7 separate regions of the Mus musculus genome follow, and regions 1, 2, 3, 4, 5 and 6 are each linked to region 7. Evidence: chromatin contacts called from public ChIA-PET, Hi-C and HiChIP or PLAC-seq data. All regions are on one chromosome and are shown on one strand. The core of a region is the stretch at or near the end of the contact, and the rest is flanking DNA. Distances in the headings are between cores, read along the strand shown.

Region 1 (3,981 bases), core at 923-3,422, 640 kb before region 7:
TGGGTCAGAAGCAACTGGGTTCTCCATGAACACGCAACATTCTCAGCCGCGAGCAAGCGAGAAACTGAACAGAACTGGGCAGGGTCAGAACATTATGAAATCACTCCACACATAGCACTGGAGCACTAAGATGTGGACTAACAATATGTAAAGAACACAGAAAGAACGCTGGACAGAAAACAAACAATGACCTGAGGTGACCCAAGAAGGGGAAGTGTTTTTCCCTTCTCAAAGTAATTGATACAGACAAGAATCAAACTACACAGAAATGACTAGCCCCAACACCACTTACAAGTCAAACACAAGAACCACACAGCACTGGGAACATCCAAAAATCATTTGTCCATTTTTCACAAGTCCAAGGATGGGGGGTGGGGGCGGGGGAGATGATGAAATGTTATTCTCAGATAGGTAACAACACCTCTGCTTGCCCATCGATGGTAACGCACACCTTTAATCCCAGCATTCAGGAGGCAGAGGCAGGCGGATCTCTTGAGTTCAAGGGCAGCTTGGTCTACAGAGCAAGTTCTAGGGCAGCCAGGGCTACACAGAGAAACCCAGTGGGGATCCAAAGGAGTATCACCTTCCTTTACTCCATAGGAGCTGTGAATTCGACGTTTTATTCTGACTTAAATACCAGGTACCAAGATTTTTCAATCAAAGCTGCCCCAACTTCTATACCATGAAATTAAGACACATTCAAAACTAAGACCCTTCCTTGGGAGCCCTGGTACCCTCCAGACACCACCCTACGGAGCAGCAAACTTACTAAAGCCCTTTAAAAAAGATATACAGCGTTAACACCAGTCTTAGAAGAAGTGAGACTTCTGGGGGTACTGGGTAATGTGAGTTAACTTCCTCTTCCTTTAGAAAGGTCAAAGACAGGGAAGCGCCCAGTGTAACATTTCCTCCTTAGCCGGCTCCACCACAAGCCACAACACAACTCTAATTGCTTAAAAAAATAAAATACGATAAAATAAAATAAAACAAAACACTAGCGGGGGGGGGTGCTTTTTGTACACTTGCAGTAAAGACTGAAGACCCAACTTACCTCAGGAATGAGCTGATTCGTTTCCAACAGAAAATTTAGCAATAAACTTTGCTATGAATCCTAAATAATAATTAGAGAGGCTACCGAGCCCCGCAGAAGGCAGGGCCTCCCAACAGTCAGAAAAGCCTTGCCCGCAGGGCTGGTCCTAGGCACCAGCAAATTCTGCCCAAGAAAGGGGAGGGAGCAGCCAAGGGCAGGGTTCCCCCCAGATCCACAAGAGCTGCAGAGGCACGGCCCGGTGGAGCTAGTAGTGTTCACGGTACCGCAGAGGGTCCCGGGGTCCCCAGCAATGCTGTCACCGGTGCACCCCAAAAGCTCGGGTCAAGCCGGGAGCAGAGCGGCTGCCCGTCCCTTTTCTGGCCGGGCTATGACGGCAGGCAAGGAGGTTCCCACCGAGGGTCGCTCTGGACCGCCGGAAGGTGAAAAGGATACTGTTGGGGCGCCGGGGTCTGGAGGGCCCTGATGTTCGGGTGAGGAGGGGCCGCCGCTGCCGCTACTGCCGCCGCCGCCGCCGCTGCCGCCGGATGAGGAGGCGGTACCGCCGCCGCCGCCGCCGCTCCGGTGCCGGGTCCGGTTCCTGCTGCAGCCGCTGAGCCTGATTTCAGAGCCGGTTTCTGCGGTAAACTCATGGCAAAGCGAAGCCACCAACCCCCCCAGAGCGGGACCGGGCGCGCCGGGGTGCAGGGGCCGGGGGCAGCGGAGGGGCGGGATGGGGGCAGACCCGGGGAGGCGGCGGGAGCGGGGGGCCGGGGGGAGGCTGGGAGGAGGAGGAGGAGGGGGCCGGGACCGGTCACACACGCCCTCCGCCGCCGCCGCCTCCGCCGCCGCCGCCGCGGGCAGCAGCAGCCGCCCCGCGGGCCAGCACCACCGGCTGCCGGTCTCCGTGACAACGCGACCCCGGGGAGGGGGGGGCCGGACCCGGCAGGGGCAGGAGGCGGAGAGACCGGACCTTTCACGGCAATATCCTCATGGGCCGGCGGCGGGGGGTCTCTGTCCCCCTCCCCGGGGGAAGCGGCGCCCTTCTCGGTAGCGGGGCTCGGGCGATGCGGACGGATTTTCTTCACTCAACGAGCAGAGCATCCAACATGGCGCTGCGGCCGCCTCCAGCAGTCCGGCAGGACGGCCGCTCGGAGCTTTTCGGCCCTTTTCGGAAGGACTCGGCAGACCGAGGGTGGCAAGCTCTCTCGGCTATTTCCGGAGACCGCGAGCGGCCGGGCTTCTTCGGGAGCGCTCGGGAGCGCCTTCGGCCGCTGTTCGGGAACGCCGCAGGAGCTGACACTCTTTCTCGGGAAAGATCGGTGATCCGGGACGGCTGAGGATCTCCGCGGCGCGGTGCGGAGCTGAGGGAGAGACCGAAGGGCACGTCTGTAGGGAGAGAGCTCAGCCTCGAAGAACAATAGTAACGGCACCCGAGGCCGCGGTCCGTCGAGACCTGCCAAGCAAGCGTCGAGAGGCGGCGGAGCGGAAAAACCGAGGCGCTGCGGAGGGAACCGCTAAGCCAGAGCACAAACCGACAGTTAGGAACCCGCCCGCCTCAAGGACTTATTAACATAACAGATGCCACTCGCCGGCCCTTGACGTCGCCAGCCATGGGCATTATGTCGACACGTCGTCCTCAGATGCCCAAAGTGCGAAATGGAACGAGGAGCCCCATTTTGCAGAGGAGGCCCCGGAGAAGAAAAGTGACTGCCCCAAGGTCGCCTGGCTGGGAAGGGATGGAGCGGATTCAGAAACGGGATCCCACCTTCTCTAGGATGAACCTTACCCTTCTAGGATGCAAAATGGCCTGCCTTGCCAGAAACTGACCCTAAGCTCTGTAGAGTGGATATCTTCCCACAGTCTTCCCCAAGACTGGAGGGGCCTTTGACTACAACCTGTAGTCGGCTGCCCATCTTCTTTTGCTTGGCTAACTCCTGTGGATAAGGTCTCCTCCCCCCACATCCATTCACACTTTGCACACCACACCTGCGCCCCTCAATAGAGGCATTGTCCCCAGGACACAGTAACATTGACAGAAAAGGAGTCGCAGACACCTCCGAACTGTGCAGATATGGAGTACTGCATTAGCTCATATAATCCCAAGAAATAGGTAAATACCTATTCTTACAAATGAAGACTCTGGGGTCCAAAGAAGTTTAGCTATCATCTACACTATTAAAAAAAAATTTTTTTTGAGGCAGCTCAAAGCTGACAGGAGACTTTGCCAAGGTCACATGACCAACGTGGACAGAGGTAAAATTAGTGTCCTGTGTCCTGTGTGCTTGAGTTGCAAACGTTAGGACCCAAGTGCAGACTCCAGAATTCACTCAGGAAAAGTCTGGTGTGCGAGAGGTGTATACAGTCCCAGCATTGAGGTGAAGACCAACAGTTCCCTGAGGCTCACTGGTCACAGCCCACTCCATCTGATGAGTTCCAGGCCAGTGAGAGACCCTGTCTCCAGAATAAAAGGTGACAGCACCAGAAGAAGACACCTGAGGTTGTCCCCTGGTCGCCATACACATGAACATACAAACAAGATTAGTGTCCTGACTCCTGCTACATTGGTGGGTTTCAGAGTTGGGGTGGTCGTTGGTTTCTCTGGGTTTGTTGGCTTGCTTGCTTCTTTTTGAGAGAGTCTTAAGTAGCTCAGGCTAGCCTCATCTCTCCACGTGCCTGAGGATAACCTTGAACTCCTGCTTGTCTTGCCTCTACCCTCCAAGTACTAGAATTATAGGCACTCACCACCGGGCCCTTAAAAAAAAAAAAAAAAAAAAAGCTTTACATGTAGTGGGTGACAACCCCTGGGAGCCCCAGATGTTCTCTGTAGGCTAAAAGCTAGGTGGCAGGCTCCCCCATTGCCTCATTGCCTCTAGCTACCTGAGCCTCCACTGCATTAGAAGGAAAGCCGCCTTCCATCTCTTGACCAGGCACAACAGCTACTTCCTACTCTG
Region 2 (3,767 bases), core at 1,136-3,635, 950 kb before region 7:
GGGGGACTGGCACTTTAGACAGCTGGCAGAACCCACTCTTGTGTGAACTACAGAATACAAAGTAGCTGCCAGGGGAAACAAAAGGCCATCCGTGTTTAACTGAAGTAGAGAATGGCAGGGACATCTTACCCCAGACAGGGACAGCCTGGGCCAAAGATGAAACGGAAAAACTACCTAGCACATTCACCAAAAAAGCAAAAGAAACGGCCAGGGCTGGAGAGACGGCTCAGTGACTAAGCACGCAGGCTGCTCTTCCAGAGGACCAGGGTTCAATTCCCAGCACCCACACAGCAGCTCACAACTGTCTGCAATTCCAGTCCAAAGGGATCCACCACCCTCTTCTGGCCTCTGAAAGCATCAGGCATAAACATGGTGGGACATACATGCTGGCCAAATATCCATGCAAAACAAACAAACAAACACACACACACACACACACACATAAGAAATTGTCAGGCTGGACAGATGGCTCAGTGGTTAAGAGGACTGGCTGCTCTTCCAGAGGACCTGGTTTCAATTCCTAGCACGTCTGTAACTCCTGTTCCAGGAGATCCAACACCCTCACACAGACATACATGCATTCAAAACACCAATATATGTAAAGCAAAAACAACTAAGTTATATATTTTTTAAAGTGTTTAAAAAAGCAAAAAGAGCCAGGAGGTGGTGGCGCACGCCTTTAATCCCAGCACTTGGGAGGCAGAGGCAGGTGGATTTCTGAGTTCGAGGCCAGCCTGGTCTACAAAGTGAGTTCCAGGACAGCCAGGGCTATACAGAGGAACCCTGTCTTGAAAAAAAAAAAAAAATGAATGAATGAATGAAAAGAAAAGAAAAGAAAAGAAAAGAAAATTGCCAAAGGAACTGGAGATAGCTAGTTAGTGAAAATACATAGGAAGTGGCTAAAGCTATGGGAAGGGCAAGCATCTCAGCAAGATAAAAATATGAGACTCTCATGTCATCTATTCTCGGTTGGGGACACCAGACTCACAGGCCCAAGGGAGTTAAGAACACTTCTCCAAATATACACATGGAAGAGAGAGACAAAGTTCAGCTCAGTAGATCTTAACAGAAATGTCTAGTGGTGGACTCAACTGCCTTGTAAGACAGAAATAGTTAAGTGTAAGTTACAGATCTTCACTCCATTCAGTAGTCTCTGAGGGCTGGTGAGATGGCTTAGCAGGCAGCCACAGGTCGGTCACTGGGTTCAAGTCTCCAGTAAGGGCTGGGAATGACAAGCGGTGCCTATTACCCAAGCATCAGGAGGCAGAGACTGATCTGAGAGCTCACTGTCCAGCCTGCTTAGTCAAAATGGCAAGCTTCAGGTTCAGTGAGAGACCCTGGCTTAAGGGAGTGAGGAGTGTGACAGAGTAGGTGACCCGATTCTACACGTCCACAGAAGTGTGCACAACCTCACATACATGCATATTTCCCACCACCCCCAATACCAACTAGCCTTGTGTTGGTCAGCCAAAACACATCCATCAGGCCTTAAGGGTTGATGGGTATGTATCTATTTGTATTCTTATGACCTGCAGAATGACTTTTTACAGCAATCCATGTTAATAATGTGACAAATCTTTGTACACAAGCAAGTCAAATCAAGAGTTTCTTTATCAGGACCCTTGTTAGAGAAAACCCCCTTCTCCAGAAGCGAAATGTCTACGGGTGACATTTGGCACTCTATCCTTAGCTGTATCTTTTTGACGGATGAAATCTCCGAGGCCCAAGCTGCAATTAACATTTTCCTCTACTATACTTCGAAACTCACCCCAAGACCCAGAACATGCCCAGGAACAAGAAGACAGCCGTCTCCTGAGCCCCCCCAATCCCATTTCGAGGGGCGACGCGCGCCCTTACCTTCCACCGACGGGGAAAAGATGATAAGGTTGTCATAGAGGAACTCCCCGTACTTAATGAGGGACAAGCTGGGGTCATCTGCGGTCTTGAAGGTGAGCTCAAAGCCCCGGTCTGGAGGAAAGAAACCCGGAACCCGGTCAGGAGAGGAATCCCTGCTGCAGCCCTCGGAGGGGGCTGCCGTCTCCGCCCCAACCCGGGCCATTCCCTCGGCTCTGCTCGGCGCTCACCCTTCAGGCTGCGGAAGAACAGCGAGTGCGTGTCCCGCACGTTCAGGTTGTCCAGCAGCACGAGGGTGCGGGGGCCGCTGGCGCAGACGCAGCCGAGCACGGCCAGCAGCAGCCCGCAGAGGGGCCAGGCGCGGACGGCGAGGCGGGGATCCATCTTCATCTCCCAGCAGCCCAGGCCAGCACCTGGGCACCGGAAGCGTCCCTCGCGGCCGCCCAATGGCCGCTCGCAGCGGCGGAGTACCACTTGGAAGCGGTCCGGGTACTCCGTGGCCCCGCGGCCCACGCCGCTGCGGGGACGGACCAAGAAGCAGGGAACGCCACCGGAAGTGGCCCTCCGGAGGCCGAGTCTCTGTACCTTATTGGCGAAACGCACTTGAGGCTCCGCCTCCCCCATGGAAAAGGGCCAATCCAAGAGAGACAGCTCCGTAGCTGCTGCCAATCAACAAAGCCGGGCGCCCTTTGCCTCCGCCCAGGCTAGCTCCCGCCACATCTCTCAAACTCTCCTCTAGCGTCTCCAGATTTTCCGTTTCCTAGGCAGCCGCCCCTTTTCCCCCAGGACGCAGTTGTCATTACCAGGACCAGATAGGGGTGAATTCCTCGCCTGTCGCTAGTCTAACGGGCTCGGAAGCAGGCCCTTATCTCTTGAGAGCAATGAGGTGGGGAAATAGGCTCTGGCCAGGCCCGAAACAGGGTGGATGGCCAAGGAGAAGGTTAGTGATCAAAAGGCTCTTCACAACCAGGATTGGTGGCTCGTGCTTTTAATTTCAGCACTCGAGTGGGAGGCAGAGGCAGATCTTTGTGACTTCGAGGCCAGCCTGGTCCACATAGTGAGTCCAGGCCTGCTGGGGTCACATATTGAGAGCTGGTATAATGCGGCGGGAGGGAGCAACTTGGCTGGCCGGCCAAGGTGATCCCCTGAACAATCAAGCCACGCGACAGACCTAGTGTAAAGACGATTTATCGTCGGTGGAAGGGAAGGGGACTTGGGACGGGGTAGAGACCGAAAAGGGGAACAGAGAATGGTAGAGAAGAGGCCAGCTGAGAACATCTGGGGGGAGAGAGGAGAGAATAGGAGATAGGGAGAGAGGCAGGTTAGCCGAGAGGAGTCCTTACACGCCTGGCTCGCACCTGGCTGGCGGCTACCCAAGCTGCTGCGTGGTGCCTAGCGGAATTGTCTATAAGCCAACATGGGGTGCCAGCAAGATGGTTCAGCTGATAAAGGTGCTTGTTTGCCACCAAGACTGACGTCGTGAGTTCAATCCCTGGGCCCCAGACGGTGGAAGGAGAGAACGGCCTTCTGCAAGTTGTCTTCTGACACACACACACACACACCAACCCAAGATTCAGGACAGAAATAAAACGTAGAGGTCTAGGGATGTGTACTTCAGTGGGTAAGATGCATGCATTATCTAGATTGCAGGAAGGCCTGGGTTTGATGCCCAGTATCATAGAAAACTAGGCATGGCAGCTGGCAGCTGTAACCTCAGCACTCGAGATACAAACATCAGGATAATTAGTGCAAAGTTGTCCTCAGCTACATGCAAGTCCCAGGCCAGCTGGATGTGACCGTCTCCATATAATAATTATCGTTCCTAAACTTCTCTGAAGCCCAACCACACCACTCAGTGACACTGACTTTAGGGATGTGCCATTGTTAGGACACCCTTTCAAGGTACCCACCTA
Region 3 (3,720 bases), core at 1,127-3,626, 760 kb after region 7:
GGTCAGCTGGGACAGTGCTTGCCTAGAGCCATGGTTAATGTTAGTGACAGAGTCGCCTGGGCGTTGGGCCTCGGACATACCTGTGGGGGAGTGTCTTCACCATGTTGACTGAAGTGGGAAGACAGGGCAGCTTTCCCGATGGCCCCTTTCCTGCAGTCCTGGGCTGTGTAAGATGGAGAGAGGAGCAGTGTTTGCATTCATCCCTCCGGGCTTCCTGCTTGTGGATGCCATGGGACCAGCTCGCTCTAGCTCCTGCTGCCTTGGCTCCTCTACCATGATGGTGTACCTTGAACTGTTTTAAGCTAGTTCAAATCCATCGAGGCAGGGAGCAGAACAGTTGCAGCCAGGGGGACGGGAGAGTAATACGCTCACATCTTTTACACCATATATCATATCACCTGCTTATGATGGAAGAGCAGGATTTAGCCCTAGACTTCCTTACATTACGAACTCTTCTCTAAACTGCTCTCTTCTCTTCCTCACAAAGCTTTCTCCAACCCCTCAATATAATTCTACCACACTCACCAATTTTGTTAATTGTGACCATGAAAACATACTTCACACATGGGACATACGTGGTCCTGTGAACACATTTTTTTTTTCTTCCTGCGTACTGTTTTTGCTTTTTGGTTTGTTTTTTGAGATAATGTTTCTCTGTGTAGCCCTGGTCAGCCTGGAACTTGCTCTGTAGACCACCAGGGTGGCCCCGAATTCAGAGATCTGCCTGCCTCTGCCTCCCAAGTGCTGGGATTAAAGTCGTGCACCACCACCTTCAGGCCTAGTTTTTTTTTGTTTTTGTTTTTAAAGTCTATTTTGTTCACAGAGTTCAGTGAATTTTAGTGAATACTCACACCTCTGTAAGCATCACCCCGATCAAGGTATGGAGTTTCCTCCAGCAACCTTCCTCCTGCTGTTCTGTGTTCAACTTCATCACCTTGGAAGAATTAAACAAACCAGCAAAACCCTGTAACAGGGCCCCAAATCTTAGTAGGCTGAAAGATCTTACCACAGTTAACTCAATGGTGGAAATACCATTTAAGCTGTAAAACTTAACACATAGACAGTACCACCTGCCAAAACTAAAACAAAGGCTTAATCCATTTAAGTCCGTAGTTTTGGGAAATGGACTGACCTTGCTTTTTGGCTTCTGTAGTTCTGCTTCTGGCTAACTGAAGCTTTTAAAAAAGTTTTATTTATTATTTCTAAGTACACTGTAGCTGTCTTCAGACACACCGGAAGAGGGCATCAGATCCCATTACAGATGGTTGTGAGCCACCATGTAGTTGCTGGGAATTGAACTCAGGACCTCTGAAAGAGCAGTCACTTCTCTTAACCACTGAGCCATCTCTCCAGCCCCCCATCTCCCCAGGCCCCAAGTAAATACTTTCTATTGGCTTAAACCCATGCCTGCATTCTTCTCTGGTGAATATCTCATAGCCCCCCAACATCCTATACATCTCAACATCTCATGAATAAAACACCCACATTCACAACATTAGAAAGAACTGACCAAGCCGGGCAGTGGTGGCACATGCCTTTAATCTCAGCACTTGGGAGGCAGAGGCAGAGGCAGGTGGATTTCTGAGTTAGAGGCCAGTCTGGCCTACAAAGTGAGTTCCAGGACAGGCTGGGCTATACAGAGAAACCCTGTCTCGGAAAAACCAATCCCCCACCCCCCTCCCCAAAAAAGAAAAAAAGAAAAGAAAGAACTGACCTAGGTTGAAGAAGTGTTATGCGCCTGGAGATGAGAGGCATGGAGGAGGAGGCATGGTGGCGAGCATGTGCAGCCTCAAGAAAGAAAATAAACACGGCTTGGAGGCAAGAGCGAGTCCACTTTGACTCAAACCAGAAATTCCTCATTTCTCTCTATTTTATTACCGTGGAAATTCGTGCACTCTTTATTTCCCCACAGTCCAAGCAGGGCCATTATGAAGCTAGTTTCCCTAGCTCTAGGGATAACTCGGGGCCATATACATTCTGGGCCAGTGCTCTAAAGGTTGAGTTACAGAGCACAGGATAATTAAGTGATCATTAATTAAGTTGTACTTCAGAGTGTTCCCCTGTCTCAATTAGGTAGTAAGCCCTCTGAAAGCCGGAATTCCATAATCCACCCCTTGTCCTGCAGGGAGAGTGAATGTTATTAGTTGAAGTGACTAGTGTATGGGGTGAATATTGAGAGTCCTTGATGAAAACGGTCGGGCTCAGAACCCGAAGTCAGGCGGATATGCTGGGTCGCACTCCCAATCGCAGGGGGCGCTCTAGGTCAGCCTCGCGATCGGAGCTGCGGCGCCGCTCTAGCCTCCAGGACGTCGCTCTCTGGTCTTGAGCCGGGGACAAGCGGCTGCTTTTTTGTCCTGGTGCGGCGGGAGCGCGCAGGGCGCGTGCGCACGCGGGGGTGTTTGGCTTCGCACGGAGCGTGAGAGGTGCGGGGCGGAGAGGCGCGAGGCGGCTGCGGACCCACGGAGCGGCAGACCGATCGGCCCCTGCGGCCCGCGGCGGCCAGGCGGCCCGAGATGTTGTCTGGGAAGAAGGCGGCGGCGGCGGCAGCGGCAGCGGCGGCGGCGGCGGCTGCTGGGACCGAGGCCGGGTCCGGGGCGGCGGGCGGTGCCGAGAACGGCTCTGAGGTGGCCGCGCCGCCCGCGGGCCTGACGGGCCCCACCGACATGGCTACGGGGGCGGCGGGCGAGCGCACTCCCCGAAAGAAGGAGCCTCCGCGGGCCTCGCCGCCCGGGGGCCTAGCCGAGCCGCCGGGGTCTGCTGGGCCCCAGGCGGGGCCCACAGCCGGGCCCGGCTCCGCGACGCCCATGGAGACCGGAATAGCCGAGACCCCGGAGGGCCGACGGACCAGCCGGCGCAAGCGGGCCAAGGTGAGGCCGTGATCGAACCGCTGGTCCCGGGGACCGGAGTGGGGCCGGGGGAGGGGAGGCCCGGCCTTTGTGCGGGGACCCGGTGTATCGGGCGCTGGAGGGTGTGACCCTGATGGTCTGACTGGGAAAGATGGCTTCCCGACGCGTTTGTCTACCTGTGTGTCTGATGTGTGCGGACGGCGGACGGCTTCTGGGTTGTGTACACCGGGGAGATGGGTGTGATGCTCTAAGAGTCAAGCTGCATGAAAAGAAAGAGACTTTTTCTTTGTTTTTGAAAGGTCTTGCTGTACGCCAGGTACGCGTAGACTCTTATTTCTTTCTTTCTTTTTTTTAAAGATAAAATAATAAAATATACAAAAACCAATCGTTTATTGTGCGTGTGCGAGTTGGGGTCATAGGATAGCTCGCCTGAGTCCTTCCTGTCTTTCCGCCATGCTAAGGAATCGAACTGAGGTTGTCAGGCCTGGAGGCCAGCGCTTTCTTGGGGCCCGGGTAGACTTTTTCAAATTGTGGAAGCGAATGAAGAATACCAGTTGGACACGGGGCGAATATAAAGATAAAGATTTGGCATCAAATCCAACACTATCCACAGATAACCTCTGTCTCACACCCCAGTATGCCAGATGGTGCATTTGGCACAGGGCCAGCGTTTTTCGTTTTCCCAAACACCACTGGACTGGTATTGTTAGCTTCATTTTAAGAATGAGTAAAAAGAGGTTTGCAGTTTCAGAGTTTGGTGTTTTGACAAGGTGTAATTCGATATTGAAACAAACAAACAAACAAACAAACAACCCTCTGGGTCAGTAACCTTGCTAAGCATTGGTGTGGCTTTATTGCACAGTATTAGCCTTAA
Region 4 (4,134 bases), core at 694-3,193, 890 kb before region 7:
TGGTGAAAGTCAGGCTGGGAAGGAAGCTGGCCTGGAGGCTTTGACTCCCCAGGAGAGCGCAGGAGTTAGTAGGGTGGCCTGAAAGTACCAAAGCGGCAGATGTACTTGGAAAGGGAGGAGCTCGGGTGCCTTAGAATTGATGCTCTTAGATCCCTCCACCCTACTGGCCAGTGACCTTCAAGCCCAGGCTTCAACCAGGGAGAGTGGGAAACAATGGCTGTAGCCCCGCCCCTGCCCCAGTCCACCCAGACCTCCCCAAGGCTGCTGCCGACCTTCGCTCTGCCAACCTTCCCTTCTAACCCTGCTCACTTCCCAGTCGCCTGTCCCGACGGCACATCTGTTGTTTATATAAAGCAGACCACAGTCTTGCCACGTGCCGCCTGCCCCTTCCCAGCAGGGGGACGCAGCTCCCCCGGAGGCAGTGAAGTGCTTCTTCACTTTCTAATCACCAAGGCAGGCAGAAGAGAACAAGGAAGCAGAGACCACAAGACTCATAGCCGGCAATGAGACCCGTAAGGAAGCGGGATGGAACGAATGAAAAGAAAAGCAATCACGAAAGAGACAAAGAGAGCTGACGAGAGCCCTTCACACCCCTGCCTGCGCCTGGCAAGCACAGGGTAAAGAGCCAAGGGTCAGCAAAGCTCACACTCACACACACACAGACACCAGCTTGCCCAGTCCTCTGTGGGGGAAAGGGGCATATAGAAGCGGGGGGGGGGGGGGGGGGAGAGAAGGCGGGTGGACAGCATCCTCCAAGCACCTGGCCGTCGTCCCCAGCCTCCTTATATTTAGCCTCCCCAGAAACAGGAACTGTGTGCCCCTCTTCCAGTCTGATCCTGCCTTAGACCAAGGAGGTCACCAGGGTTCATTGAAACCCTGAAAACGACCACACACCCAACTCATCTCTTTGAACCAAAAAAAAAGTTTCCCACAGGGGTTTGTCTGCTGCGGCCAGGTCATACCTACAGAGGCACATACGGGCTTCTATTTTCCAGAGGGCGGGGGGGGGTGTTCTCCTTAGGAGCAGGAGACTGGCTATGTTAACTCTATACTTCACGTCCAATCACAGGGCCCTGTGCACCATAAAACTCAACAATCTATCCATTCAGGGTACTTGGGAGACTCCCAAGCCTGCAGACCCCAGCTACTGGACTAAAGGCACACATCACAGGATGGAGAGCTGGCAAACCCAGGACTCTCTGCCGAGGCTAGGCAGTACCCTTCTGCTTACAGTCTATGGGGCCCCCAAGCAGGCATCCATCCTTGGTATACACTGGGTCTGTATCTGTGCAGAAGTAGCCAGTAGTAGCCTCATAGCTGCAACAACTCAGGCGCTAGGTATGGAACTGTTTAGAAAGGCTGGGCTCCCAGCCCAGCACACTTCTGCTACCATCTCCACAGGCCCTGGACCCGCGCAACAAGGGACTGGACTGGGGTTCAGCAGGTTTGGCTGATGTGACCTTGGCCTGCCAGCTTCCAGTTCCTCAGTTGTGAAGGGGACCGCGAAGGCAGCCACCTCCTGGGTCTGTTCATCAGCCTCTGTTCTTCCCGAAATCTATCTGGTCGCGGGGAGTACACAAGGCTGGATAGGGAAGACGCGGAAAGGATCGCGAGCGGAGGTGCGGAGCGCGTGCGAGCGCAGACAGCGATCTCGCAAGCGTCACCATCCCCACGCAGCGCTAGGTTCTCGGAGGGGCACAGGTGCCCCGGCGCCAGAAAGGGAGGTATGGTGACGGGGACTGAGGTGATGGCAACTGCCGGCGGAGGGAAGTGGGGGTGCGGCTCGCTCTGGGAAGACCCTCCCGGCTTCGGCCCAGCCCCCGGAGGGTTCCCAGGAGCACTCACCACCGCTACCGCGCCTCCTGGCAGGTCTCACAGCTCCGTTTCCCGCAGCTTCTGCTCCTACCCAGCGCGGGGCCCGCCCCACCCCCGCACACGCCCCCGCCCCCGCGCCGCGCGCCCCCCACGTGGCCCTGGGATCCGACCCCTTGGGCATCACCTGGCCGCGGCGCCGGCCTCACCAGCCAATCGGAGCCGCTCCGCTCCGCCGTGCCGCCCAATCAGAGGCTGCGAGGGTACCTGGCTCCGCCCACGCTGCGACCTGGGTTGGCTCCTCCTTGTCGCTCTTCCTCCACGAAGCTGTCCAGACTCGGTGAGCTCAGGGCCTCGCTACTCGTCTGCTCCTCGGGGCAGACCTAGCTACTCCACTAGGTCTGCACGGTCGCTCAATGACCTTGCAGACCCACCCCTTCACACGCAAATGGCAGAGGACTTGGTGGCATGAATCCACTTACTGGGTGGAGATTGATTGGACCGCTCAGCTGGGGTCCAGCAGGAGTGGTGACTCTTGTCCTTCCGGCCTCACGGAAATCCACTTAGATGGGGAAATGGTGAGTGAATTTAGCCAGCGCGCGCACAGAGCCGAGAGGGCGAGCTCTTCTGATCCCATTAGGTGAGGAGCGCAGTAGGTGGCCCAAATAAATCGCAAATCCGAGCCAGGCAAGCGCGTGGTGTGTATTAAACCCGAAATCTGCAGAGAGAACGCATCAGAAACTGCCCGTGTGGCACACCGCAGAAATCCAGGACATAAGGGTTCAGACCCAGGGAGGGACACCAAGACAGATGACAGAGCCCGCGAGAAGGTGGACCTGAATCTGCAGCCTCAGGGGAGTTCCCAGGTGCAGTGCAGAGTGCGCAGGGCACGGCTCTGGGCATCCCTTGTCTCTGCAGAGCTCCTAACACCTTTCCAGAGGCAACAATAAGGTGTGATTGTTGCCCACAACCAGGCACTTCTCTCTCCCCAGTGGGACTTAGATTAACACTTTAATCATGTTAATCCTCCAGGGCCTCTCCCATAGCCATTACCACCCCTGACTCAGCCAGGTGAGAACTGGAAGGCCTGACAGGGACACTGACCTGGTAAGTGAAGGGTCAGTAAATACCGATGCTATTTTGAATTTCTTTTGTCTGTGACCTTTGGCAATTCCCCTGTGCAGAATGGTAAGGAATCTCCCTAACAGTCTCCAGGCCTGGACAGTGAAGGAGCAACGGGGGGGAGGGGGGGGGCAAGCTCAGTTCACCAAACGGGCAACTCAGGATACATAAAAACGAAAAGGCTCCCTCCTAACTCTTAAAAAGAAATATTTAAAGCTCCTTACTTCATCTTAGTTTATTTTATTTTTAAATAAAATGCACTTTTTATAGAATAAAATTTTACAATTTTATAAATTTAGATTTCTTTTTGATTGTGAGTATGATCCATTCCTTTTTTTTTCTTTCATTTTATTAATTTTTATCTGTATGTGTGTTTTGCCTGCTTTTATATCTGTGCACCACATGCATACCTGGTACCATTGCAAGCCACAAGGAGTCAGGTCCTCTGAAACTGCAGTTATGAGAGTTGTGAGCTGTCATACAAATGCTAGGAATGGAGCCTAGGTCCTCCGGAAGGGCAACCAGTACTCTTAACCACGTGAGACACTTCTCTACTCAGATTTATAAGTGTTTTGCCTGCATGTGTGCATATATATCGCATTTGTGCCTGAATCCCTCAGAGAACAGAAGGTGGGGGTGGGGGGACAAACCTCTGGAATTAGAATTACAGATGGGTATTAGCTGTCACACGGGTGCTAAAAACACAGCCCAGGTTCTCTGCATGAGCAACAAATGCTCTTAGTGGCTGAGCCATCTCTCCAGCCCCCAAAATGAATATGACTTGTTTTTGTTTTTTGTTTTTTTCGAGACAGGGTTTCTCTGTATAGCCCTGGCTGTCCTGGAACTCATTCTGTAGACCAGGCTGGCCTCAAACTCAGAAATCTGCCTGCCTCTGCCTCCTGAGTGCTGGGATTAAAGGCGTGCACCACTACCGCCAGGCTTTTTTTTTTTTTTAAAAGAAGGGAAAAAGCCGGGCGTGGTGGCACACACTTTTAATCCCAGCACTCAGGAGGCAAAGGCAGGTGAATTTCTGAGTTCGAGGCCAGCCTGGTCTACAAAGTGAGTTCCAGGACAGCCAGGGCTACACAGAGAAACCCTGTCTTGAAAAATCAAAAAAGAAAAAAAAAAGGAAAAAAAAAGAAAAAAAGAATAAAAAGAAAGGAAAACATGGCTGTCACATATGTCAGTGGTAGAACATTT
Region 5 (4,070 bases), core at 910-3,409, 890 kb after region 7:
AATACTCAGTATTATTGAATGACAACTCAACAGTATGAGTTTCCTTTCTTGGTCTTCAGGCTTTAAAAAAAAATATGGAGGAAGGCTAATTAACAAACAATCCATGTTATGGGAACTAGAGAGAGGGCAAAATGTTTAAGAACCCTTCTTGCTCTCCAGAAGACCAAAGTTCAGTTTCCAGCACACATGTCAGGCATCTCCCAACCATAGCTGCCTATAACAAAAACTTGAGAGGGATCTGGCCTCAGAAACACCTGAACTCATGTGAGCATTCCCATACACAGGAAGACAAATCTTTTTTAAACTCCATGTTATTAGTGGATGGTCAGCTGTGAACCTATACTTCCTGCCTTCATAGTCCAATCCATCCCTTACCCATCCCACTATTTCTAGTTTTTCAAACTTTAGCTGCTATGTTTAGAAAAGTGATTTAATTTTAGAAACCTGGAAAATTCTTCCGAGTAAATTGAGCAAAACCTTAATCTGCCCCAAGGGGAAATTCTGTGCAAAACAATTATTTCTAACAAGAGAAGAATTTTCTAAGGGGGTTATAGAATTTAACCACACAAATGCCACCAAAGCTGCACACAAAGTGACAGAAGGCAATCTGGAACATACTGTACAGATTTTCCCAGAGGAAATAGCCTCCCCTCATCTGGGGTTGCTAAATCTTCCTAGGTGATCTGAATTCTTCCCGGCTCTGTCACTAGTCCAGATCCTTAAGCCAGAACCACAGACAGCAGTTGGAAAAAAAAATAAAATAAAAAGGACAAAAAGAAATACCCTGAACAAACCCCAAATCTCAAAAATATCTTCCAAAAGGCACTGAGGTCCAGAGAGTTATTTTCTCCTGAATGGACAGAAAAGCCACCACGAGGCGCTCAGAAGCACAATCCTTTCCCCCAAGGTCATTCAAGTCATCGAAGGTGCGACAGAGAATCTGCAAGCTGCTCGGTTAAAGAACACTGCGGAGATTTTTTTTTTTTTTTTGGAGGTGTGTGAAGGGGGATGGGGGGGGGGGCTGCCTGCTCTCTTCCCCTCTCCCACCCCGAAGTGTGAGCACCCGCCTCGGCATTTCCGAAACAAGCCACAACAAGCTCTGCAGTGTTAGGAAAGGGGCTGACGCGATGAAGAAACAGATGCTCCATAGCAAGATGGGTCTTTCTCGGCCGGCTGAGGCTCCTGCGAGGTAATTAGCAGAAACCGCAGGCACCTCGGAGAGGTCCCCACCGGGCTGCGGAACCCACCAGCCCCGCCGTGCCAGTGCCCGTGCCCGGGACGCCGGCTTCCACCTCGCTAGTCGCCTGGCCAGCCGCAGGCCAAAAGCGGCTCCCGAAACCGCACTTCATTCCTGCGCTTCGGGAAGCCATGGCTCCCTTCCCTGCCGGGCCGCGGGGCGGGGTGCGCGCTGCGGAAAGTTCACCGCGGCGGCGGGAGGGGGCCGGCGGCTACCCGAGTGCCCCTGCAGATTCCACCATTAATTAGTCCTCGGGACTGTCGACTGGCAACTTAAACAAAGCGAATGCCTCGAATTCCTTCCCGGGCCGCGGCGGTCTGGCCCGCGAGACGGGAGCAGCGCGCCGGCGGGAGCCGCGCGGGCGGGCGGGCGGGCCGCAGCCCCGGGGCCGACAGCTGCGGACGCCCCGGGGCCGCCGCGGGCCTCTCCCCGGCCCCCCGCGCGTCGCGTCCCGCACACCGGCCGCGGCCCTTCCTGTCCGCTCACTTCCTTCCTCCCGGCTCGCCGCCCCGCGGAGCCCGGCGAGGACCCCGACGCCTCCCTCCCTGGCCGCCACAGCCGCGCTCGCCCTCACTCGGCGTCTCCCCAGTCTCCTCAGAAACGTCCCTCCCCCTCCTCAGGAAGAAAAAAAAATCTCTGAGTCTCTCCCTCCAACTCCAGCCACACTCTCTCCGGCTGGCCCACCGGAGACCTCCCCTTCCCGGCTCCGCTTCCAGAACCCGCGCGCACTCCCCGCCGTCCCCGGGACACCCCGGCCGAGACCCCCTCACCCCCGGCACACAAGCCGGACTCCCAGGCCGCCCGCCTCGCCACACTCCCGCCGCCGCCTCACCTCAGCGGCTGCGGCCCGCGCTCCCGCCGCCGGAGGATCCGGCGCTCCGCTCCCAGCGGCCGGCGCCTGCTCAGGCTCCCCCAGACTGACAATGAGGGGCGGGGCCTTGTGTGGCGTCAGCGCTCCGGGGCGGGGCGTATGCCAGGCCACGCCTCCTTTGGTCCTTTTTTTAAGCCCTCCCACTTCCAAGCCCAAGGTTTGAACCCAGCCAAGTTTTCATTGCCTTCCTAGCTAGGTGCCCCGGACCTGGGCTAGGCTCCGGAGGAAACCTGACTTGGAAGGCAAGACCGCGCTCAAAAGAAACGCTTTCAGAGACGTTGGGAGGGTGCAGTAAAATCGTCCATGCAAAGGGATTAGGGCCTGAAATGAAGTCATCGCTCAACCAAACACCTCTTACTCAGTGAGTGTGGAGAAGGGACTGGGCGTGGCTCAGAGGTCATGACTTCTAGTCCCACTGGCTCCACATTCATTCCTCAGGTGCTGCCAGGAAAGTCCTTTCCCATCTATATCCCTTACTTTTCCTTCTTTAAAATGGGAATCGGCAGTGGGCCACATGGTCTCAAAAAGTCCCCCCAATGCCTTCTATGTACAAAGTACTAGGGCCAAGAGAACCCCTGGGGGGAAGTGGACTTTGAAGGTAGCTCAGGACCTAAATCCTGCAGCGCACAGGCCACATTCAGAGACGTTCTGTGGGCGCCCTCCCACGCGCTGGCACCCAGCAGCCTGCACAAGCCGGGACACAGATGGCTAAGAGCTGCTTCCTCTCTGACTGCAGGAGTATGGCTGGTCTCTGGAGACGCCTCTTGTGTAAGCTCTTTATTGCCTATGGAACAAAGGCCAAATCCATGGCCTGGTATTCTCACTTCCTACCTTCATACACACGCTCTGAAGTTTACCCAAACTTCCCTTAGCACACCCACCGCTTTCCCACATCCGCCCTTCTGCTTGTCACCTCATCTCCTGTGTGCGTCCTCCTATTTCTCCCAAGGCAAAAAGACCAACCCTCTTTGCTCTCTGTACCTGGTGGCATTGACTCCAGCTCTCACAGGGCCGTGGATACATTATAACTTGTATCCTGTTGACCTCCAGCTGGGTGTGGCAGTGGCACATTCCTATCTTTAATCCCAGCACTCAGCAGGCAGGTGCATTGCTAGTTTGAGACAAGCAGGGCTACAAATAAGAAAACATGTCTTAAAAAATAATGCCATCCATGGCCATGAGCGCTGGTAGGCAAATGCTGAAGAGGGTGAAACAGGAGAATCACACATTTAGGGCCAACCTGGAGTACCCTTTGGGGCTGGGGATACAGTTCTGTTGGTAGAGCATTTGTCTAGTATGCACAATGCCCTGGCTTCAATCACAAACACTGCATAGTTGGATGTGGTAGCATATACCTCTAATTCCAGCACTCAGGAGGTAAAGCCAGAAAACTCAGGAATTCAACTGCAGAGACCGGCATAGTAGCAAATGCTTTTAATCCCAACACTTGGGAGGCAGAGGGCGGGCAGAGTTCTGTGAGTTCTAGGCCAACCTGGTCTACATAGTAAGTTCTAGGACAACCAGAGCTACATAGTGAAATCCTGTCTCAAAGAAAGAAAGAAAGAGTTCAGAACTGGGGAGATAGCCTATTTGTTAGAGCATTTTGCAGAGGAGCCAGGTTCTGTCCCAACACCCACATGGAAGCTCACAACACTCTGCAGCCCCAACTCCAAAGGATCGAATACTCTTTTCTGGTCTCTGCAGGCACCAGGTACATACATGATACACATACATACACATAAGCAAAACATTCATCCATGGGAGCTGGAGTGATGGCTCAGCGATTAAGAGCACTGACTGCTCTTCTGAAGGTCCTGAGTTCAATTCCCAGCAACCACATGGTGGCTCACAACCATCCGTAATGAGATCTGATGCCCTCTTCTGGTGCTTCTGAAGACAGCAACAGTGTACTTAGATATAATGATAAATAAATCGTTTAAAAAAAAACACTCATCCACATGA
Region 6 (3,625 bases), core at 85-2,584, 970 kb before region 7:
AGAGAGATGCCAGCGAGAGAGAATGGCGGAAAACCCGTCCCCTTTTTAGGAGAGTTATATTTCGCCTAGGACGCATCACTCCCTGATTGGCTGCAGCCCATGGCCGAGCTGACGTTCACGGGAAAGGCAGAGTACAAGTAGTCGTAAAATACCCTTGGCACATGCGCAGATTATTTGTTTACCACTTAGAACACAGGATGTCAGCGCCATCTTGTGACGGCGAATGTGGGGGCGGCTCCCAACACTACCTCTGGTGGGTAGTGGGTTAAAAGAGAGGTTAAAGCATTGAAGAACCATCATTTAAAATAGGCTTTGAAGGCTGGGCAGTGGTGGCACACGCCTTTAATCCCGCACTTGGGAGGCAGAGGCAGGTGGATTTCTGAGTTCGAGGCCAGCCTGGTCTACAGAGTGAGCTCCAGGAGAGCCAGGGCTATACAGAGAAACCCTGTCTCAACACCCCCCCCCCCCAAAAAAAATAGGCTTTGAAAAAAATTAAAAATTTCACTGGATGACCAGTATTTGGTATTATGTGATTTTACACACACACACACACACACACACACACAAAATTATGCTTAAGTCAGAGACAAGCAAAAAGATTATTCAGCCTGATGTGGTGGTATATACCTGTAATCCCCACACTCCAGAGGGCCATCCTAGTCTACAGGAAGAATTCCAAGCCAACCAGGGCTATGCAAGGCCTTGTCTCAAATAAAGTAAAATAAAATGAGTAAAAATAGTAACAGGGTTAATAACCTTATTATCAGCTAGCTATTCGTAACAAGCAGTTTAAGTCATAGGGATTTATTAAGCATCTGGGTGGCTTCTGGTTAAGTCTCCCAGTCAGTCTCAGACCTCAGCTCCTGCACCCACTGGTGCATAAATTATGGCCTTTGGTCAAGATTTCCCTCCAAGATCTAAGCCCCGGAACCTCCAACCTGTCTGTACAGGAGCATGAGAGCACTTGGGAGTGGGGGAGAAGAGCCAAGGTCTTCCCTCGATAGCCAGGGCAGTGTGAACTTCAACCTCAACTCTAATACCTGCAAGCAATCTGGAAACACCACAGTCGCTTATCTACAAAATTGGCACTCATATCATGGGGGGGACAGTCAAACTAGCTAACAGGTGTAAAGGGCCTGGATCGGTGACTGATAACAAATATTAGTTTCCTGGCTCAACGTCTCATCTTAACCAGGACCAGTGAAGTTGTTCACAACCCCTCGACCTGGGTTCAAAGTGCAAACCAGCTGCACCAAGGGATGCAGGGATGAGCGGGTAGCGCCCCCGCGTGCTGCGCAGGAGAACTGCCGGGGACCGCCCCCCGCGCTTGCGCACAGGCGCCGCCCCCGAAGTTTGTTGTTGTCCCAGACGTTTGTGGCGGTGGCAGCTGGCTCCGGTCACCGCGCCACCATGGCGGTGCGACAGGCACTGGGCCGAGGCCTGCAGCTGGGTCGGGCGCTGCTGCTGCGCTTCGCGCCCAAGCCCGGCCCGCTGTTCGGCTGGGGGAAGCCCGGCCCCGCGGCGGCCTGGGGCCGCGGAGAGCGCCCAGGCCAGGTCGTAAGCCCCGGAGCACAGCCTCGGCCGGTCGGGCTCCCCCTCCCGGACCGCTACCGCTTCTTCCGCCAGTCGGTAGCTGGGCTGGCGGCGCGGATCCAGAGGCAGTTCATGGTGCGGGCCCGGGGCGGCGCAGGCCCTTGCGGCCGAGCGGTCTTCCTGGCCTTCGGGCTGGGGCTGGGGCTGATCGAGGAGAAGCAGGCGGAAGGCCGGAGGGCCGCCTCGGCCTGTCAGGAGATCCAGGTGAGAGCGGCGGTGGGCGGGAGCGCCGGGAGCGGGCCGAACCGGGCCAGAGTGTAGCCCTGAGGCCAGCCGGGCCGGGGCGGGGCCTAGGCCAGGAGGAGGCGGGGTTAGGAGAGTGAGTGATCTGGGTGGGGCGGGGCCAAATTGGACAGCAAGGGCGGAGTTAGTTGGATAGTTGTTGGGGCAGCCTCAGAATCCTAGTGGTGTAGGGGCGGGTCGTGAACCAGGGCGTGGTAGGAGCCTGGGCATTGGGAAGGGCAGGTCTCTGAGCCGTGATTGGGCAATTTAAGGGGGTGGGGTACTCGTGGACCAGACTGAGTGGCTGGTGGCATCTTAGTTATGTGTCTAAGAGCATGAGGACATGCCTAGACCTTGGGGGGGGGGGTAGGTAGATCAGGGGATAAGGCAAAGATTAAAATCTATCTATGACTTGGACTATACATTTCTTGGAATTGATCTGTTAATTAAGGCTGACCTATTTCCCATTACTGATGGCCTGATATGCCGACACTTTGCAAACAGTATGGTTTAAAAGCTGCTGATTATTGGTCTCTGTTGCACTGTAACAAATGGCTTTGAGTAAATTTCTTTTCTTTTGGGATGCATAAAAGGGGGACAGAGCCTTGATTTGTATATGTAGCCCAGGTTTGTCTTGAACTTTTTTTTTTTTTAGTTTTTCAAGACAGGGTTTCTCTGTGTAGCCCTGGCTGTCCTGGAACTCACTTTGTAGACCAGGCTGGCCTCGAACTCAGAAATCCACCTGCCTCTGCCTCCCAAGTGCTGGGATTAAAGGTGTGCACCACCACAGCCCGGCTGGATGATAACATTTGGAATGTAAATAAATAAAATATCCAATTGAAAAAAAAAAGTCACTCAGGAGGCAGAGGCAGGCGGATTTCTGAGTTCGAGGCCAGCCTGGTCTACAAAGTGAGTTCCAGGACAGCCAGGGCTATACAGAGAAACCCTGTCTCAAACCCCCTGCCCCCCCCCCAAAAAAATCAAAAGTTATCATCCCCTTTCCCAGTTTCCCCTCGGTAAACCCCCTATCCCATTCCTCCTCCCCCTGCTTCTATGAGGATGCTCCCCCACCCACCCACTCTCAACTCACTGCCCTGGCATTCCCTACACGGAGTCATCGAACCTTCACAGGATCAAGGGCTTCTCCTCCCATTGATGCCAGTCAAAGCTATCCTCTGCTACATATGCAGCTGGAGCCATGGGTCCATCCATGTGTACTCTTTGGTTGGTTGGTAGTTTAGTCCCTGGGAGCTCTAGGAGGGGGGGGGGTTGGTTGGTTGATATTGCTGTTCTTCCTATGGGGTTGCAAACCCCTTCAGCTCCTTGGCCTTGAATTTCTGATCTTTCTACCTCTATCTCCAAAGTGCTGGGATTATTGGTATGGACCACCATGCTTGATACACATCTTCTAAAACCCCTACCACTCTCATTCCTTGGTGCACTCATCATCCTAATTTACAGGGAGTCCATGCTCAAGAGAGATGAGAAGGTTTACTCAAAATCACACTGCTGATAAAAGGCAGTGCCCAAAGTTCACCCTTCAAAAGGCTGGCCCTCAGCTGAGCCAGACTGCCTGCCACTCCTGTTTAGCCAAACAGTGGGAGAGAGGCTGAGCAGAAACTGCAGCAACGCTGGAATTTCAGGAGAACACAGAAGATCTAACGTGTTAGTATTTAACCAGAGTGGAGTTATGACTGGATACATGGAAGCTCTGGAGCCTTTTAAACTCTTAAAATAGCACAGAGACCTCTCTAGTCGCACAGTTGTCTGGTCAAGGTCACCCAGACCAACAGAAACAATGGATGTGTCT
Region 7 (3,778 bases), core at 1,195-3,694:
AAGAATGCCTTCATAAGACCAATCTGCAGGCAAGTCTATAGGGCATTCTCTCAATTAGTAACTGTCAGGGGAGCCCATTGAGAGTGAGCCATCTCTGGGCTGGTGGTCCTAGGTTCTATAGGAAAGCAGGATGAGCAAGCTAGGGGAGCAAGGCAGTGAGCAGCATCCCTCCATGGCCTCTGCATCAGCTCCTGCCTCCAGATTCTTGCCATTTGAGTTCCTGTTCTGCCCTCCTTCAATGATGGGCTACAACGTGGAAGCATACACCAAATAAACCCTTTCCTCTCCAAGTTGCTTTTGGTCATGGGGTTTCATCATAGTGATAGAAATCCTACCTAAGACACCTGCAGCCTGCCATCCTGTTCATTTAACGGAGCTGGAGCTAGGAGGACTGGGGTGTGGGAAGGAGGCAGGAGAGACTGGCGTCTGGGTTGGCAGCAAGGGATGGGGTAGATTAGGGTCAAGGAGTAACCCCACTCCAACTTGGGGTGGTGGAAAGGTCAAGGTCAAGGGTCACTTTCTGACAAAAAAAAAATCAGCCCAAGAGACAAAGTTAGTCCTTGTCCTCAGAATAGACGAGGAAAGGCCAAACACTTGGGTGACATCCCATCAAGATACAGCAGCTGGTGGAAAGGCCAGACATTGTCTGGGACATTCATGGGACTTCGAGGCAGGATAAAAGAAAGGACACAGCCAACCTGCCTTGGGAACAGAGAAAACTGTACTTTCTCTCAAGCCAAAGAAATTGATGAGGTTTTTTTGTTTGTTTGTTTGTTTTGTTTTGTAATCACAAGTTGCCATTTATGGTCATCGGAGTGGAGGGTGTGGCTGAGTGGCAGAGCACTTGCCAAGTATCTGGTGAGCCCTGGGTCCTCCCTGGCATCGGAGAAAGGCTAGACAACTTCGATCCCTATAGGGTGAGATTGCCCACATAGGGAAATGCCCACAGGGTAGAATGCAGCCTTGCTATAAGCGGGGCTTCGTTCGACACAGAACGATGTTTACAGTACAGCTTTGAAAGAAGTAGATTGCAGGCTGGGAGGTGGCTTAGAGGGCAAAGTGATTGCTGCGCAGGTGTGAGGACTTGAGTTCGAATCCCTAGGGCCCACATAAAGCTGGATGCAGGAGCACACATCTGAGGTCTCAGAGTTCTGCCTCCTTAAGACACACCCTCCTGTTTTTTGAGAATGGATGTTTTGTATCCTAGGACACTCTGAATCTTCTATGCAACCAAGGGTCACCATAGATTTTTCTGCTTCCACCTCCCAAGTGCTGGGATTACAGCCATCCATCTCAGAGCTTGGATTATGAATGTGGTAGAGGCACTAACGTGGGGCTTCGTGCATTCTTGGCAAGCTCTCTACCGACTGGGCTACATCTCCAGCCCGCAAGAGAACATTACTGAGATAAGGTTCCTCTAATGTTGGGGAGCATCTGACAGAAGGCTAGGCTCTCTATTCTCCAGCAGCTAGTACACGGCCAGAGAAGGCAGCTATTCAACAGGCGCCGAGATGACAGGGAAGAGAAGGATTTGATAGGTCAGATCCAACCAAAGGGGCCAGGGGAGAGCACTCAGGGACAGTAAATGTAGGACTTTTTTGAGGGGGAAAGTCTTTAGTTCTAAACAAAACCGAGGGTGATACTCAACTCCCACTCCAAAAACAGACAGATAAAGCTGTGCACAGCAAGTCACTTCCTCTCTCAGAGAAGCAAAGAGGCAGGCTATGGAGGGGCACGCCTATAAGCTCAGCACTTCGGAGGTAGAGGCTTAGCAGTTTAAGATCAACCTCTGGTACCTAGTTAAGCATTCAAATCCAGGCTGCGCTAAACGAGATCACGTCTCAAGTTATTAAAAACAAAACAAAACAAAACAAACCCGGTAGCCTGGGTATGGTGATGCACACCTTTAATCCCAGCACCCAGGAAGCAGAGGCAAGGGATTCTCTGAGTTCCAGGCTAGCCTGGGCTCCACAGCAAGTTTCAATACAGCTAGGGCTACCCATGGAAAGAAACTCTTGTCAAAAAACAAAAAACAACAACAAAAAAGAGAGAGACAGCTCAGGCATGGTAGTACATTTCTTGAAATATCAGAACTCTGGAAGCAGAGGCAGTAGTATTGCTGTGTTCTGGGACAGCCTGGTCTACATAGCCATTCTGGGATAGCAAGGGCTACATAATGACACCCTGTCTCAATAAAATAAACAAAAATATAAAAGTAAAACATATTTACAACACTTTTCTTCACGAAGTTGCAAGACTCAAAATAAACTTTAGTTACAACACCGTGCACATCATTGTTCATAGTTTTATTACGGATAAAAAATACCGTTAAAAGGCGCAGAGAGCCAACCAGAGCATGCAAGGAACGCAGCCCGCGCGCGTGCGCGCCAAGGGGCGGAGCCCGAGCCGCCCTCAGCCCCTTCTCTCTCTTTGTCCCTCCCACTTCCGCGGGCACCCAACCATGCGTCCCCTGCGTGCTGACGTCAGGCGCGTGCCCCTGTCCGGCAGCCGAGGAGGCCCCGCGCAGTGCTGCCAACGCCCCGGCGGAGAAGCTGAGGTGAGTGCGGGGCCCGAGAAGCCTCCCTGCGGGAGCGTCTTCTGCGCCGCCCGGTCCCCTTCGCGTGTCCCCCCCCCCCCCGTCCTCTCTCGGTTCTCGAGGATGCTCGCGGGCAGGGGCATCCCGGTGCTTGCGGGCGGTGGGCCGCGAGGGAGGGCTTGCCGGGGTCGCGTGCGCCCGCCGGCCCGGGTTCTGAGGGAAGCGAGGCGGGGTCGCGGCGAGGCTTAGGGCTGGAATGGCGGCGCGGCGCGGCCGGGGATGGCGGCGGCCGAGGGCACAGCCCGGCCGAGCTGTCAGCGGCGGCGGCGGCGGCGGCGGCGGCGAGAGGACCGGGCACACCCATCCCACCCGCTCCCCTCCCCCTCCGGCCGCCCGCGGGCTCCGAGGCCCCGGGGCGCGGGGTGGGAGACGCCCGGTCCGGACCGGGGTCGGAGGCCGGGGGCTGTCTCTCCGTTGTGGGCCTCGACTTCCTGCTTCCCCGGCCCCGCCACGGACGCGTTGCGGCTGGCGGGGGAGGGGAGCGGAACTGCGGCCGCAGGGCCGGGCCGGGCCGGGGCCGAGGTGACGGACCGGGCGGCTCTGCGCCTGCGCCCCTCGGCGGTCTCCAGCCCCGCGCCGTGTCCTCTCCTGCCCCGCGGCTCCCGGGGCTCTCCTGCCGGGGCCGGCCTCTTTGCCATCCGGGACCTGCCTAAGCACCTCCCGAAACCCCGCCTGGCCACTTACTCAGTTCCTCGTTCCTAGCAGGAAATTTTCTTTGTCGGTTATTATTACTATTTTGTAAATTCCTCTTTCCACCCCTTTAACTCTGGGAGAAATTCAGTGTGGAAGATTACGTCATCGCAGCATAAGGGGTGAGAGTTTTAACTCCTACAAGTCAGGGCTATTCAAATTAAGACAGCATCTTGCGGCCTTTGTGGGTCAACCCAGCACATTGGTTCAGAGTAAGGTGGCAATTTTTTTTTGTTGTTGTTGAAATCCTGTTGCCTGTCTTCAGGCTGCCTGAGATGCACCTAAAATACCGAAGGTTCAAAATCTTAGGTTTAAGTTATTTTGGTCAGGGAATATACACTGTCTGCAGCCACTTGTGTAGGTATGATCTTTAAAGGACCCCTTGGCTATATACTCGGGTGAATTGCAGGAGCAATTCTTTGCCACACTAATTGTGACTTACTTGATGTAAAGAACCCAACTTCAGTGCATGGTTTGAAGAATGAGGTGAAA

Evidence for each region. A called contact is a pair of places that touch in the nucleus more often than the background predicts. ChIA-PET counts read pairs in DNA pulled down with a chosen protein or histone mark. HiChIP or PLAC-seq counts read pairs in DNA pulled down with a chosen protein or histone mark.
Region 1: an RNA polymerase II ChIA-PET map of memory CD8 T cells shows a contact between it and region 7, with 7 read pairs. The contact joins the promoter of Eif4g3 here to the promoter of Cdc42 in region 7. A contact is called at or near these places in 2 of 115 datasets of contacts at active chromatin or transcription factors (memory CD8 T cells and microglia).
Region 2: a contact with region 7 is called in an RNA polymerase II ChIA-PET map of memory CD8 T cells, with 12 read pairs. The contact joins the promoter of Ddost here to the promoter of Cdc42 in region 7. A contact is called at or near these places in 1 of 39 promoter capture datasets (liver) and 2 of 115 datasets of contacts at active chromatin or transcription factors (bone marrow-derived macrophages and memory CD8 T cells).
Region 3: a FOXA1 HiChIP or PLAC-seq map of pancreatic cancer cells shows a contact between it and region 7. The contact joins the promoter of Kdm1a here to the promoter of Cdc42 in region 7. A contact is called at or near these places in 2 of 39 promoter capture datasets (the C10 cell line and hippocampal neurons) and 2 of 115 datasets of contacts at active chromatin or transcription factors (microglia and pancreatic cancer cells).
Region 4: a contact with region 7 is called in an HNF4G HiChIP or PLAC-seq map of pancreatic cancer cells. The contact joins the promoter of Sh2d5 here to the promoter of Cdc42 in region 7. A contact is called at or near these places in 1 of 39 promoter capture datasets (pre-B cells), 1 of 115 datasets of contacts at active chromatin or transcription factors (pancreatic cancer cells) and 1 of 9 other capture datasets (adipose tissue).
Region 5: a contact with region 7 is called in a Hi-C map of embryonic stem cells, with 3 times the contacts expected there. The contact joins the promoter of Luzp1 here to the promoter of Cdc42 in region 7. A contact is called at or near these places in 2 of 39 promoter capture datasets (hippocampal neurons and second pharyngeal arch cranial neural crest), 1 of 484 Hi-C or Micro-C datasets (embryonic stem cells) and 3 of 115 datasets of contacts at active chromatin or transcription factors (bone marrow-derived macrophages and embryonic stem cells).
Region 6: a contact with region 7 is called in an H3K27ac HiChIP or PLAC-seq map of microglia, with 8 times the contacts expected there. The contact joins the promoter of Pink1 here to the promoter of Cdc42 in region 7. A contact is called at or near these places in 1 of 484 Hi-C or Micro-C datasets (B cells) and 2 of 115 datasets of contacts at active chromatin or transcription factors (microglia and pancreatic cancer cells).

The regions. Positions count from the first base shown.
Region 1 is chr4:137,991,647-137,995,627 of GRCm38.p6, reverse strand. It overlaps Eif4g3 (eukaryotic translation initiation factor 4 gamma, 3), which reads right to left and starts at 2,172. Exons shown (of 35, transcript NM_172703.3): 1 at 2,001-2,172; 2 at 1,484-1,646.
Region 2 is chr4:138,303,356-138,307,122 of GRCm38.p6, reverse strand. Ddost (dolichyl-di-phosphooligosaccharide-protein glycotransferase) reads right to left here and starts at 2,385. Exons shown (of 11, transcript NM_007838.3): 1 at 2,085-2,385; 2 at 1,858-1,968. The coding sequence starts at 2,244.
Region 3 is chr4:136,601,379-136,605,098 of GRCm38.p6, reverse strand. It overlaps Kdm1a (lysine (K)-specific demethylase 1A), which reads left to right and starts at 2,376. Exons shown (of 20, transcript NM_001347221.1): 1 at 2,376-2,867. The coding sequence starts at 2,514.
Region 4 is chr4:138,248,220-138,252,353 of GRCm38.p6, reverse strand. Sh2d5 (SH2 domain containing 5) reads right to left here and starts at 1,943. Exons shown (of 10, transcript NM_001099631.1): 1 at 1,846-1,943.
Region 5 is chr4:136,467,850-136,471,919 of GRCm38.p6, reverse strand. Luzp1 (leucine zipper protein 1) reads right to left here and starts at 2,159. Exons shown (of 5, transcript NM_024452.2): 1 at 2,070-2,159.
Region 6 is chr4:138,324,005-138,327,629 of GRCm38.p6, reverse strand. It overlaps Pink1 (PTEN induced putative kinase 1), which reads left to right and starts at 1,334. Exons shown (of 8, transcript NM_026880.2): 1 at 1,334-1,797. The coding sequence starts at 1,411.
Region 7 is chr4:137,356,425-137,360,202 of GRCm38.p6, reverse strand. Cdc42 (cell division cycle 42) reads left to right here and starts at 2,444. Exons shown (of 6, transcript NM_009861.3): 1 at 2,444-2,557.